Regions from separate parts of the Gasterosteus aculeatus genome. Here region 2 is linked to region 1. A link is a contact called in public Hi-C data. All regions are on one chromosome and are shown on one strand. Each heading gives the region's core, a stretch centred on a gene start, on an enhancer-like site or on the middle of the called end of the contact. The rest is flanking DNA. Distances are from core to core; before and after follow the strand shown. Region 1 overlaps LOC120821910 (disks large homolog 4). Region 2 holds the start of LOC120821843 (voltage-gated potassium channel subunit beta-2).

The links. A called contact is a pair of places that touch in the nucleus more often than the background predicts.
Region 2: a contact with region 1 is called in a Hi-C map of skeletal muscle, with 2.3 times the contacts expected there. The contact joins the promoter of LOC120821843 here to the enhancer-like site in region 1. A contact is called at or near these places in 2 of 6 Hi-C or Micro-C datasets (both in skeletal muscle).

What each region holds. Positions count from the first base shown.
Region 1 is chr7:26,257,412-26,264,069 of fGasAcu3.hap1.1, reverse strand. It overlaps LOC120821910 (disks large homolog 4), which reads right to left. Exons shown (of 22, transcript XM_040181014.2): 3 at 4,775-4,831. Among protein-coding and RNA genes, the nearest start is that of LOC120822468, 26 kb to the left of the region's middle. Within about 2 kb of position 3,984, at least 1 of the 9 cell types and tissues checked has open chromatin away from gene starts, as enhancers often do.
Region 2 is chr7:26,320,429-26,327,086 of fGasAcu3.hap1.1, reverse strand. LOC120821843 (voltage-gated potassium channel subunit beta-2) reads right to left here and starts at 3,921. Exons shown (of 14, transcript XM_040180888.2): 1 at 3,304-3,921. The coding sequence starts at 3,599.

The DNA of each region.
Region 1 (6,658 bases), core at 2,735-5,234:
GCTGGCACAAACGAAGAGGGTTGTCTAATCGAACGCGTCGGTTCAGCTTCACGACCCAAACTGCAGCACGCTTAAGAGCCGGAGCCGACCTGCGTGCAACGTCCAAGCAGAAATTTACACTTGAGCGTCCTGATCTCGCCGAGTCGGCGCGGAAGGCTTCATCCGAGGGAGCCCAATAACCTCCCCCGATCCAAAGCGCGAGTAAAACAAATTACTCATCGCCCAGAATACTTCTCAGAGTGGGCAAAAAAAAAAAAGGAGCCTTGAAAAGAGCACATCTCTCACAGCGATGGTCCTGCGTGGCGGCGGGCTGCCACAGCGGCGCCTCCCTGCTGCTTGGGTCTGTGCTCGGAGAGAATGCAGTTCACATTTCTCTGCAGCTACTGTACTGTACTCCTCCCACCCCCACGGCCCGGGGGGGGGAGGGAGGGGGAGGGAGAGGGGAGAAGAGGAGCGAGCAGGAAAAGTTTGACGGCAATTACTCAGCTGTCTCTCTGCGTAACGTCCACGCTGGTGATGTGAGAGGGGGAGGGTGTATGAACTGTACGTTGGAGGAACTAGAACTGACCTCGGTGGTCCCGGGGAGCACTGGGGAGTGAGGGGGGGGGGGGGCACAGTCGGTCAGTCAGAACGGTGAAACGTACACACTGTAGGCGCTGGGAGAATGCAGCTCGACGTCGTTCCAGTTTTTTCTCTTCCCTGTTTTTCGTGTCTGTCATCAGTTTGGGTGAAGCTCACAAATATTGCAGATCATTTCACGGGCAGTTTGTCCAAAACAGGTTTCTGCAATTCTGCTTTCGTTTGAAAAGGAAAACGTTCAACTAATTAAAATCGCATGTTTGAAGGCAAACTCAATCCCAAATATACAAGGTATACTGCAATTTCAGTTTTCGTTTAAGTTTTGACCAATTTATTGCTGCATTAAAGAGGTTAATAGTTGATGTGTGTGATACATGTTCATTTTGAGGATTTTTGTTTCAACTAGATATTTTAACATTAAATAACAATTTAGTATTTGTATAACTTATTTACTTATTTGTCACATTTTGATTGAAGAAGAAGGCAATATTTAGGTCAAGATTGGTTATTCAAAGATTGATTAATTATAATTAATAATTCAAAGAACACCTGCATTGGATTATTAGTTGGCCAATACCCCAAACACACACACACACACACACACACACACACACACACACACACATATATATATATATATATATATATATATATATATATATATATATATATATATATATATATATGATGGCACAATACTTTTGAAATGGAAACAGTATTTAGTCGACAAATGGATTGCTAAATAGTGGCTATAATCTTACAAATGAAGGCCCACAACTACAGAACAGAATTCCCATTGAAATCCACATTTTTCTTTTCACAGCTCGCGCCAGCTCTCTTTTTGATAGACAGATGGATCGACAGGCGTGTAATATACACATGCGCACACACAAAAGCATGCCCACTGAGCAGACCAGTGGAAGGACATGCTGAAGGACAAGCTGTCGGCTGACGCTGTCATTTTGTGAAATAAAATTCCTCTTTCCAACGATCTAATTTTCTCAACCTTCCAATTGCAAGGACCTCTCTATCTGTCTCACTCTGCCATTCAGCATGAACAGCCTCCTCCTCCTTTTGCATGCAGATTTTCTCCCCCCCCCCCCCCCCCTCCTCTCCTTCCCAAAGGACCTGAGCTGCTGCTGCACTGTAATTACACCGACGCTGGAGGGACATATTTAAACATTTATTAAAGAAAAGTAAGGAGGACGGGGAAAATGAAGATAGGAATGGACAGACACCAGCTAGACAAGTGCAGAGCATGAAGGGGAGATTATGATAGAGAGCTGTTAGGCAAACACCACAGAAAACAGTAAGTGAATCCTTACATTAGAAAACCATAGTCATTTTTTGCAAAGAAAAACACACGGATGTGTTTGCCAGAAAGAGGATTTGTGTGAAAAGTTCGGGGACATTCTGCGAATTTATAATATTTTGACATTATTAATTACATCATTAAAGGGGACGGAGTGCAACGTAAAGTGGGCGTCTTCAGTGATGACTGCATACGAGCCGATTCTCCCTCTCGCCTTGTCAAATGAAGGATGAATGGAAAATGTCTTCTATCAGATGGGCAGTGTGTAGGATTTGCTGGCATCTAACGGCGTAGTTGCAGAGCAACTGAATACCACTCATCACTTTGCAAGACTGCCGCGGCAAAAACAAGGGCAAAATCAATGCCCCCCCCGCCCCACTCGGAAGATGACATATCCAATCATTCATAAGCAGATGCAAAAACGCTCTATTCTCCTTACGTATCAAGACTAATCGAAAACCTGATGAAATTGATAACAGACGCAGATTGCTGAATGGTGAGAACGTCTAATAGCTAAAGATAAAAGCCAAATTGTTATTGCAAACAACATCATACCTTTCATCGTCTAGATTAAGTCAGAAACCTGAAACGTATCAAATATTAGATTGTCTTCCTAACACCACTCGAGATACCAAGTGAGGTAAAGATTTCCATCACAAACTGGAATTGTGTTACCGCAATGACTCTCTTAAATGGATTCAAGAGGAAGACTTCAACTTCATACAGAATTCAGCCCCAGTTCTTAGTGGTGTAACCAAGCCTCATCACGTTACTACGATACCTCAATCACCTCATTGACTTCTCATTCAACAGAGAATTCTTTTCCAACACCCTCTAATTCGTTTTAAAGGCGCCTTGGTTCTACCCAGGATAAGATTTGGGGCGAGTAAAGGTGCTTAAGATGACGCGTTGCCGTATGAGCGCTGATCTTGTCTTCCCTTCATGTGTGTGTATGTGCGTACGGGGAAACACGCACTGGCCCTTTAAGACTACTTTTGCGACAGATCTCTGTCAGTGAATAAAGACAAAGGTGGAACGTTATGAAAGGAGACGGACGGCAGCCACAGCGATGCCTTCGGGGTAGTTAAGTGTGAGTGAACCTCACTCAAATTATAGTGAATGAATGGAATTCATCAGACATAAATGGGATTTCGGGTAATTGTGGTCTTTTTCCTTCCTCTTTAAGAGTTGCACCCACTCAGGGATTCCTATTTTATATCTATTTGTGGAGTATAAAGGTTTCTTGAATGCTGAACTCGGCCAAGCATAGTTTAATAACCAGATACCAGTGGGATTCACTCCAATGCAGGAATACCCTTCCCGCAACTCAGAAAGTTAAGGCCTACTGCTCATTAGCTTGGCCTTAGATTGTTAAAATATTCCTTTTGTCAATAAAACTTGCAGATAATAGAGCGAATGATGGATTTGTCTTCTGTATAGATGTTTTTTTATGCTAAATATAGTCCAACAAGGCATATGAAAGCATTTATTTGGACCATTTGTTTGCTCTGAGATCACAGCAGCAAGAAAAACACCCATTGGAATAATTCATCAGGCCAGTAAGAGGTCGGAAGAGACATTAATATCAGCACAAATCAATGCCAAAAGTTGTGTGCAATATGAAAAAAAAGTGTTTCTTATTACATTATGCCCCACGATTAAAAAAATAGAATGTAATTTTAAGCTAAAGCACCTCTTCACTAAATCATGCAGATGACCCAAAGACCTCCTCCTAGTTTGCCAAACCATTGCAGTGCTTCCAAAGACGATCCTACCCATAAATCCATGGGGCCCGGAGTGGTACTGCCAAACGCTGCACCATTAAAGCAATAAAGAGACAGACTGCCGACACCACCCACACCTCAATGACCAGCACATGGACGGTACGCCAGCTCCAGACATGCACGCACGCACACACACACACACACACACATGCGTTACTGCAACAAACATTGCGTGCATGCACATGCAGAATGAGTATGAGTGTATGTGTGAGGGAAGGAACGCAGCCTCGTCTGATGACTTTGTGATCAATGGTGTGCAGGATAAATTTACAAAGAGTGTAACTATGAGCAGGCACTTTTAGACGGGGCGTGTTCAAGGTCAGGGCAAGCAGACAAAGACGAGACATGATGAACAGTTACAAAAGTGACTGCTGGTTCAAGGAAGTTTGGATGTCACGAACAGTCTTTTATCTACGAAAATGTTTCTATTTAAGAGCACATGAGCGACCAGCCAGCACTTCGTTTTTGCATTCAACTTGTAATGAATCAAAACGGCTAATTCACCCATTTTAAAGGGTCTTTGGTATGAATTCCTCTGCCATTGTGAAATACATTTCTGCTTTGCAAACACAGATAAAGTCTTTGGAGCAATTCCTGGCGCAGAAGGCTAACGCAACTTGTCTGATCATAAAGCTGTTTTATTGAGAAGGCGGCAGAGCCAACTCTTGAAGGTTATGGAAGTCACTCTGCACAAGTCTTACACTGACACCTACAGGTTTCAGTCTGTCCTGCAAACAAATGATTTCCATCCGTCCATCTGAGCCCTGTGTGACACCTTTACGGGATCGGTTTACGCTTTGCTCGCGTCTCACATGGCTACTTTCATTGACATATTTCAGGACACTTTCCAGTCGCAGTCTTTCAGGCCCCGAAGAAAGTCCTCGGGTGCAAGCGGAGACAAATCAAAGGACAACGAGAATGATCACGCTGACATCATCATCAAGACAAGATGACCTCATACTCAGCACAGATAAAATGCCGTTTGAGCGACGCCCAAAAAGACAGGAAATGAGGATCAGACAAATGAGACTGATGATGATGATGATGATGACGGACGACTTCCTGGGTGACGGAGAGGCTCGGGCCGCCGTGCTCTTACCAGTGTGGAAACAGCGGAGGTGTACATTGGAGTGTGTCCCGAAGACATCAACACAGGCTGAAAAACAACAGAAGGGAGATGGTAACTGTGCATAACATGCAGATGGGAACAGGGGAAGGAGAGCAGATACTGCATCGGCTTTTATTGTTTTTTTTCTTCATTTCCAGAAGTATTTCATTTTAAAAAAGTGTACATTGACCTTGTACTAGATGCTTTGAGTATGATCCAGATGCCACATTCAGTGTGTCATAGAGAAAGCATATAGTGTTGCATAAAACATAATATAATAATAAAAGATGCCACTCGGTGGAAAACACAAACACCTTTTTGTTTACACACGTTTTCACAGACCAGTAAAACCGTTTAACCACAATTAGACAAACAAAACCTGTCGCCACTATATAAATCTCATTATTTTATGCACTGATTATTACACGGTAAACCGTAAATTAAATGATGAACGATAATGGGACAAAAAAACAAATGCTTCATGATATGTAGCATGTAGCACGTAGCATGTTATTGATGGACTAATCAAAAAGAATTCTGAATTTTTTCGCCAATAAAGAACATCAGAATGGTTTCGCCTGTTGAAGCGGGATGAAGGGTGCGCTAAGCTGCTGCTATAAACAACGCACGCTGTACCTGTGCATTTTGCAAAGAGCGGCATTGCAGCATTTTCACATGTCAGGAGACACCTTTCCTCCCTCCGGAGAAGTTTAATCTTGCAGCAAAGCCCGTCATTAAAATATGAATGCTGGGACAGCTGTACTCGCCGATCCAAGTAGCGCTACCTGGAAGGCGGATTCATGCTGATCCTGATGTTTACAGACACTGTATGTGCACCTCTCTTTCTTAAAATAGACATGTCCTTCGATCAATGGCCCTGCTGGAAACATTTTGGACTTTAATGCATTGCTCAGTGGCACATCAGCAGTTTTAGAGTGGCAAAGAGTATTTAACAAGCTCTAATTTATTTAATAACACTACACTCCCACGGCGACTTTCCTTGCAGGGGGAGCTGTTTTTAAACAGACAACATTTTGCTTACAACTCAACTTCCTCAGCTTTCTGCAGCCAGACACACAGAGACGAGCTGGGACGGGGATGCAGGACGAGGGAAAGCGAATCATCAACTAATAAATACAAATGTAAGAAATTGGGTTATGAGACTGAGTGAATCCAGGAAATCCACCGAAAATCATATCAGACAGCGACGAAATGGTTCACAAAACCAAAATGTCAATACTGAGCCACCATAAGGTCATCGTGAGGTCATCGTAAACCGGCCACTGTCGTCATCATTATTGCTTTCTCACATTGTCATCATCTGTCTTATTATCATAATCACAATCATTATGGTAAGCAACAAAAACACTGCGGACCATCAATATTCTCCTCAGATGTAAGTTTACTCCACTTGTTATTTATCAAACATATGTCAGAGTTGCAACGCAACTTTTAAAAGACTCCAAATTATTTTTATGTGACCGCTGGCATGAAATCATGCAAACAATTGACTCTGAGGTAAGCGCAGACCTTTATGCTTCCCAGTGCATTCCCTTCCCCCTGGAGAGAAACACAAGACTTCTTAAATAAGTGCAGCCATCCAGAAATAGAAAGATGGCAGATCCTGGTCCCTAAAATGTTTTCAACAATGTCAACATTCTGCCTTTAATTTGATCGGACAAATATCCTCAGGGTGGAATCTTCCTGAATTGTGAAAAGTGTATGAACAATCAGTGCTGCAATATTCATTTTTGTTACTTTCCTACAGCACTTGTCGAAGTTATTCTGTTTTGTATCTTGCTATAAAGTTTTGATTCAGCATTATGTTCGGACTGAGCAGAATAAATCTCCAGACTGAGGCGCTTCTTAAGTGAT
Region 2 (6,658 bases), core at 2,672-5,171, 63 kb before region 1:
CAGACTCCGGCGATGCATCACCGCCCGGCCGCCTCGCGCAGCATCCGACTGATGCAACAGAAAGAGGGAGAACGGGAGGAAAATAGAAGGGGAACGAACGCCGAGCCGGCTTCTTCTTATTACCTTCAGCGTGTCAAGTCGCTCACACGCCGGCAGCAGCTGTGCAGGTCTCCCGTCATCCGACTGCACCTCCCGGTGCGCGGATTGCAACGAAACGCCGGCTCACTGGCCCCCGAAGTCATTTCTAACGCTCCTCGGCATCAAGCCGACTTTTTATTTATTTGTTCTTTCCCTTTTTCCACACGGTCTCCAAAATGTTCACGACACAGCAATGTGGAGGTTTGCGCGCTCTCTCTCTCCCCCCCACCCCCCACTCTCTCTCTCTCTCTCTCTCTCTCTCTCGCTCTGGGTGTATACATACATACACATACATAGTGTAATTTCTTCATATGTGAAATCCCATTGGTATCATCTCTCTTTGTACCACACCCATGTTTTACTAGAATAGTATTTTTTGATTGAATACCAAACAGTAAAAATGCTACTGCACCATCATCATCATCCTCTCACAACAAAGAGCAGATATGGCTTGTAAGTCACCGCTGGTCACGTGACAACTTTGGATAGTGTATCACATCACATTGCATCACGTCACGTTGGGATAAAACGGATGTGTCATTTGGTGACCAGGCAATGATGAGTCTAAACTCTGCTGCCACAACTTTGCACGTAATCGTCAATCCCCAAAAGTTTCAGCCCGTGTTTTCTCTCCCTGCAAAGTACCTTTGTGCAGAGAAACATCCATCATTTCTGTGGACTTGTTTTACCAGAGTCTCGCATCAGAGCATTCTGCAGTCCCGGGATGATCCTTGTCAGCAGGCCAGCAGACTGTGACTGGGACTCTTCTGTTTTTCAACAGAGCTGTTTGGTAGATTTAGGGACCAACGGTGTATTCGGGGAAGTTTCCATCCGAATGGGTGGGCTGGGAATGCGAATGCACCGGGACGTTCTCTGATCTCCCGTCCTGTCAGATGCCCAGATGCAGGCGGGCCACGCGTTTCCCAAGAAGCACAACGTCCAGACACGAATAATCTTCATCCACACCTGCAGGTTTGAACTTTCACCCCCCCCCCCCCCCCCCCCTCTCAAACGAGGCCCGTCTTCCCTTTGACGTTGACGCATCCTGCGCCACAGTTCACACACACACCGTAGTGCCTCACCTCACTGACACGGAGCAGCAGCTGCTCCTCCTGCGAGGTCTGCATCGGTGGACAACAGACATTTATTCACTTCTGGATCTTTCTTTGAAAGAGAGCCGTTTTAAACTGGTTGTATGATGAAAAAGTCCATCAAGGGGGAGATTCTCTGTACAACCACTATCATCAGCCCTCCTCTCCTCCGACCCTGATCCTCTGTTTCCGTCCTTGCTCGGAGATTATTTACACAATGACGTGTCTTGTGCCGTAAAGCTCTGATTTGATGGGCGTATTCTGCAATTAAATGTGCCCATTAATTTAGTTTTGGTGTTAAATAACTATAATATCATGATCAGAAGGGTGCGTGCCATTGGCCTAATCTACAGGCCATTCATGGTAAAAATAACATTTTATAATGAGTAGAATGTGGTTACTCTTTAGAAGCACAGATGTTGCCAAGCTGGAAAATGAGATAAAGTAACACTTGCTCTCGCTTGATTCTCTTGTTTTGGTCCATTTGGTTAAAACAATCGGCTTGGCATTAGGATTGCCCTGAAGAGGACAGAGGACTGGTACTAAATATTGTTAGTAGGATTGTTTTTATTTAAATCCGTCAACACTGTGAATCCATCCTGCAATTTGTTGACATTTTTCAAACCGTCAAGCTTTTTTCTGGTGAAAGACAAGATTATGTTTTAATCCCCCATAATGTGTTTGTCTAAAAAATCAAAAGTATCTGTCTCGCTATTCCCAAATTTGTTCTGCACTCTGAAAAAAATGTTGCTTTCCAGCAAATTAGACATAAAAATTACACGTAACATATCACACACGCACACACACAGACTGCTGCCATGTCAGAGGAAATTCACATTTTGAGAGATCGAACCGACACTGACGGAGGTGGAAGTTTTCTTATTGTAAGTCGCTTTAGATAAAAGCGTCAGCTAAATGACCTGTAACATAATGTTCCCTTAGCTACAAGGCCTTGCTGAGAGGTCTGAGACCACGTGTGCAGGGTCCCTGCATCAAACCCAGGATGCCACTCAAACTATGGATTTTGTTTCTTCACTGGTTTTGAGTCATGGAGCCACGGGGCTAATTTGTCTTCTGACCGGAGTGACGCTGCCCCCTAGAGGCGACTTCACTGGACTCATTATGGTCGCGTGAGTCTGTTGGGGACATCAGAGCATCAAATAAAATGTCATATTGTGTCACAGCAACGTTGTCTCCAAGTAATTAGGTTGATAAACTACAATTTGTCAGTAGCAAGTAAACTCAATGGCATTCACAAAGCAAACCACTGATACTACAACAAAAAACTACAACATCTAAAAAAGCAGTGTGCTTTTCGTCCTCATGTTCATGCTCTGCATAGTTTCATCATTTTAGCAAACAATAGATCACAACAACCTCCTCATCCAAAAATAGCTCACCTGAGCAGTTGAAACAAAGAGAATCAAACAGCGCAGCGACAAACAGCGCGCCCCCCCTCCCTCCCTCACTGCTGTCAAATCACGCATCATTAACCCGGAACTTATGCCCCCCGTGCTGTTGACCCTGTCAAGCTGCTCGGAGGGAGACTCAGACAATGGCTGACGCATCCGGCACATCAACACTAGTGGTCCCCGAACAACCAGATGTTCCCGCGGTCCGGCCACATGTATCCGGCGCCGCTGGGCTTTGAAATCTCATCAAACGTGTGATATTCCTTTTTTTTAGGTTCACTGGTGAAAAAAAAAATGAATAAACAAATGCAAATGTATTTCCTTTTTTTTCACCCATGAATGATGTCTTCACTCGCTGCCTTCAAGTGACGGCTCTGAAAACACTCGTGCAGTCGTAATAAATGAGAAACAAGTTGTGAAATGGTTCCTCTAAAGATGGCAGAGGGCTCGTGACGGTCACTCCGGTGGTATCACAACCACTTCCAGTTGTTGCTCATCATAATAATCACCATTTCCGGTTGTCAATCATCATAATAATCACTATTCATCGACGCAACAGAAAAAGCTTCAATCCTCAGGCGTTCATCCGACATCTTTCATTCTCCGCATTCAAATCACGCCGGTCGCTCCGCTCTCCCCCCTCCTCCTCCGCCACCTCTTACTTGTATGTCATCGCGGAGCGCCCGGCCTCGCACTCGGCCAGCGAGAGGCCGCATTCTCTCAGGTAGAGCTCCAGGCGGCGGCGCTCCACCAGCCTGTGGGCCGCCTCCAGGATCTGAGAGGCCAGGGCCGCCGACTCGGTCTTGTGGTCCGGGGTCTTGCTGCTCCGGGCTCCAGATTTGGCCACAATGCTCCCCGAGGAGGACGACGCCTTGGGCTTCTTACTGATGCCATAGAGGTCCTCCACCGAGTATTTCCCACCCTTTCCTCCTCCACTGGCGCCACGGCTGGCGAACATAACGGAGAGGCGACCGCCGCAGACTGAGGAAAATCGTCTGCCACGTCTACTTCAGGCAAAAGGTGCTTCTGAGGTAGAAACGAAACAACAAGGCAGAGCTATTTTGATAAAGATTTTGAAACATCCGGCCCGAGGATGCCAGACATCAAAGCGCTGGAAGCAAGAACTTAAAATCAAAAGTCTTGATTGCTTCTTTGTTACTCTAAATCCAAAATAAGACCAAGCCAGTCCTAACATCTCAGCTGAGGCACGCCGTCACAAACAAGGACTCGTGCTGATGTGTGGCGCCTCTTTGCGTTACAAATGAAGAGGAAAAGCAACCAGCATCAATTCCCTCTTTATCTCTTAAAAGAGGGATTTGTGGCGAAGCTCTACCGGCTTACATTTGTTCAGATTAAGAGAGCCGGCGGATGAATGATCTGTTCTTCTGTGGCCGACATATAATCTGATACAGCAGCGGCTGGGAGAGTCCAGCCCTCTGATATTTCCTCCACACGCCGGGTATTAATGAACCCCTTTTTCTTTTTTATTTACCTACGTGGAAAGATGATCAGTTTCTCTCCAAGGGCAATGTCATCAGTACCACCACCTTGCAGCTCCCGTTGGCTGCAGACACAAAAAGCGAGCGGCATCCTCCCAAAGCCTGGCGGCGCCTCCGGGTTCAGCGCTCGGTGTTTGCTGTCTGGGTTCATGTTCAAATCCCAGGGCCAGATTCTTGCATGAAGCGTGAAGCAGCACTGAATGTGGGAACCTGGAGGGGCCAACAAATGTTTGCTGTTCATCCATTAAAACGTTTGCACCATCTCGCAAAATGACATTAAAGACCATGAAGACAAACGGAAATCAACTTTTCTTTATTTCAAAAGGGAAACAATGAGATGAGACTGCAGTCAGTGAAAACGCTCGCCGACGTGCTCACACGTGTCATGCAGCAGGTTAAACGTTGGATACACAGGATCTAGGAACCAGCGATGATTAATTGATGAATAGAAGTGCGTCAGTTCACAGAAGTCACGCTCATTGACTGCCTGAGGATCCATTCATGCATCCGTCAACCTCTTTCCTTTCATTCGCCTCGCCGCCGTCATGGCGACCAGGCGTTACTCTTACTGCTGCGGCGCTCCCTGACTTTGCTGCAGTGGATTTTAAAAGCGGAGATCATCTGGGATTAAGCCGCTATAATCGCTCTTTCGATTGGCCACAGGCCGCCGCTGGAGGTCAGCCTTGATCTTCAGTCTGCGTTAGCAGGCCGAGCCACAGAAGGTGCAGTTCTAAACATCGGGATTACCGCTGGGGAACTCGAGAGAAAAATATATGTTTGCATTCGTGTGAGCAATCTTGATCTCCGTATTGTATAACCATCTGGGTTAGAAGCGTCTGTTTTTAGTAAACTGTTGCATAACTGTGCAAAGATAGATTCAGTCAATCCGGCAGTATGGCAGCTCAGGAGTACAGAGCACTGAACTATGATGCAGTCTGGCTATTATTTGACACTTGTACATAATGCACAGTGACGACAGGGGAGCAAGCTCAATTGTTTGTGAGGGTAGTGGGTTCAGGATGTATGCATATTTATACATGTAAATATATTTATATATATATATACACATACATGTACATATACATATTGCATGTGGGTATATATATACGTACATACATATGTACGTACAGTATATATACATATATAAACATATAAACAAATACGCCAGTAATTACCGCTTGCTGTTTTTATTTAGTGAAAAACATTCATAATCCTACAGGCTTTTTGTTGATGGGAAACAGTGAAATCCTAAATTATGGGGCTGCCCTACAAAAAAATTAAGTAATATCTGCAGCATTTATAATTCTCCTTATGAACGTCACACGGATGAGAAAGGGGGGGGGGTTGACATAGTGGACAAGTCATCAAATAACAATGATATACTTTCAAGCCAAACGTAGACACCGCAGAAATACATCAATGTGTCATTGCAAGTTGCTTTGGATAAAAAAACGTTAGCTCAATGGAAAATGTAAATGTTTCTTTCATGGTGCAACGTCGTCGTATCGCCGCCGGATGGCGCCAGAGCAGCGCGGCTGAATCAACACACCGCGCGCAACGTCTGGTAGCAGATTCAAAGTTACCGTGAAGACCTGTGACGTGTGGAGGAGAGACAGACATTGCAGGTCACGCACCTGCTGTGGCAAAGCAGAGACAAACGTGCTCCGTGCGTGACGCGCGCGCGTGGCCCCACGCGGCGGTGTGGTCTAATTGACTTGGTTGGAACCGATGCGCGTCCTTGCCGACAGTGCAGACGGCTTCATGTTCATGTATTTCAAGCTTTCATTAACGATGCCCCCCCAGTGGGACCATCGTTAGGATAAGAATGATTGTCTTCTCTCTGTCGGATAACCCGCGCTGGAGTTTGTGCACGCTAGAGGGAGCACACGGGCTGTGTTTGGTCTGATTACATGCAATACACATTGACTCTATCACACACACACACACACACACACACACACACACACACACACACACACACACACACACACACACACACATATTTCATACTTCTGAAAATCTGCTTTGTATTGCATCCAGATGCTGGTTGAATCATAACCATATGCTCCTTCCTCAGATTTCTAAGTGGACTCTGCACATGCTGCACAAAGGTGACACACACAAACACACACCGACACACACACACACACTCACGCCCCTGACCGCCCTGCAGACTGCAGCACCCGGCTCGTGCGTGGGGTCAGAACCTAACGTGTGGTCGTGTTTTTACAGTATAATCAACAGTAGTGATGGACTGTCATTTATCAGGACCAGGCTGCAGCAGCAGCGGGTTTAGGTTTTCAGGGGGGGGCCCTGGGGGAACAGAAGGGGGTGGGGGGGTTAATCCGCTGGCTTGCTGTGTGAGGAGCTACATTCATGCAACCCCCAACCCCCCCGACAAAAAAAGGGGACTGAATCAGGTACAGACTTTAGATTTCAGAGCAAAGTCAGTTCTGCAGTGCAGAGGCTCACATGTGGTCGCTTGTTTACATGAATATTCAGTGTTTACCACTCATTC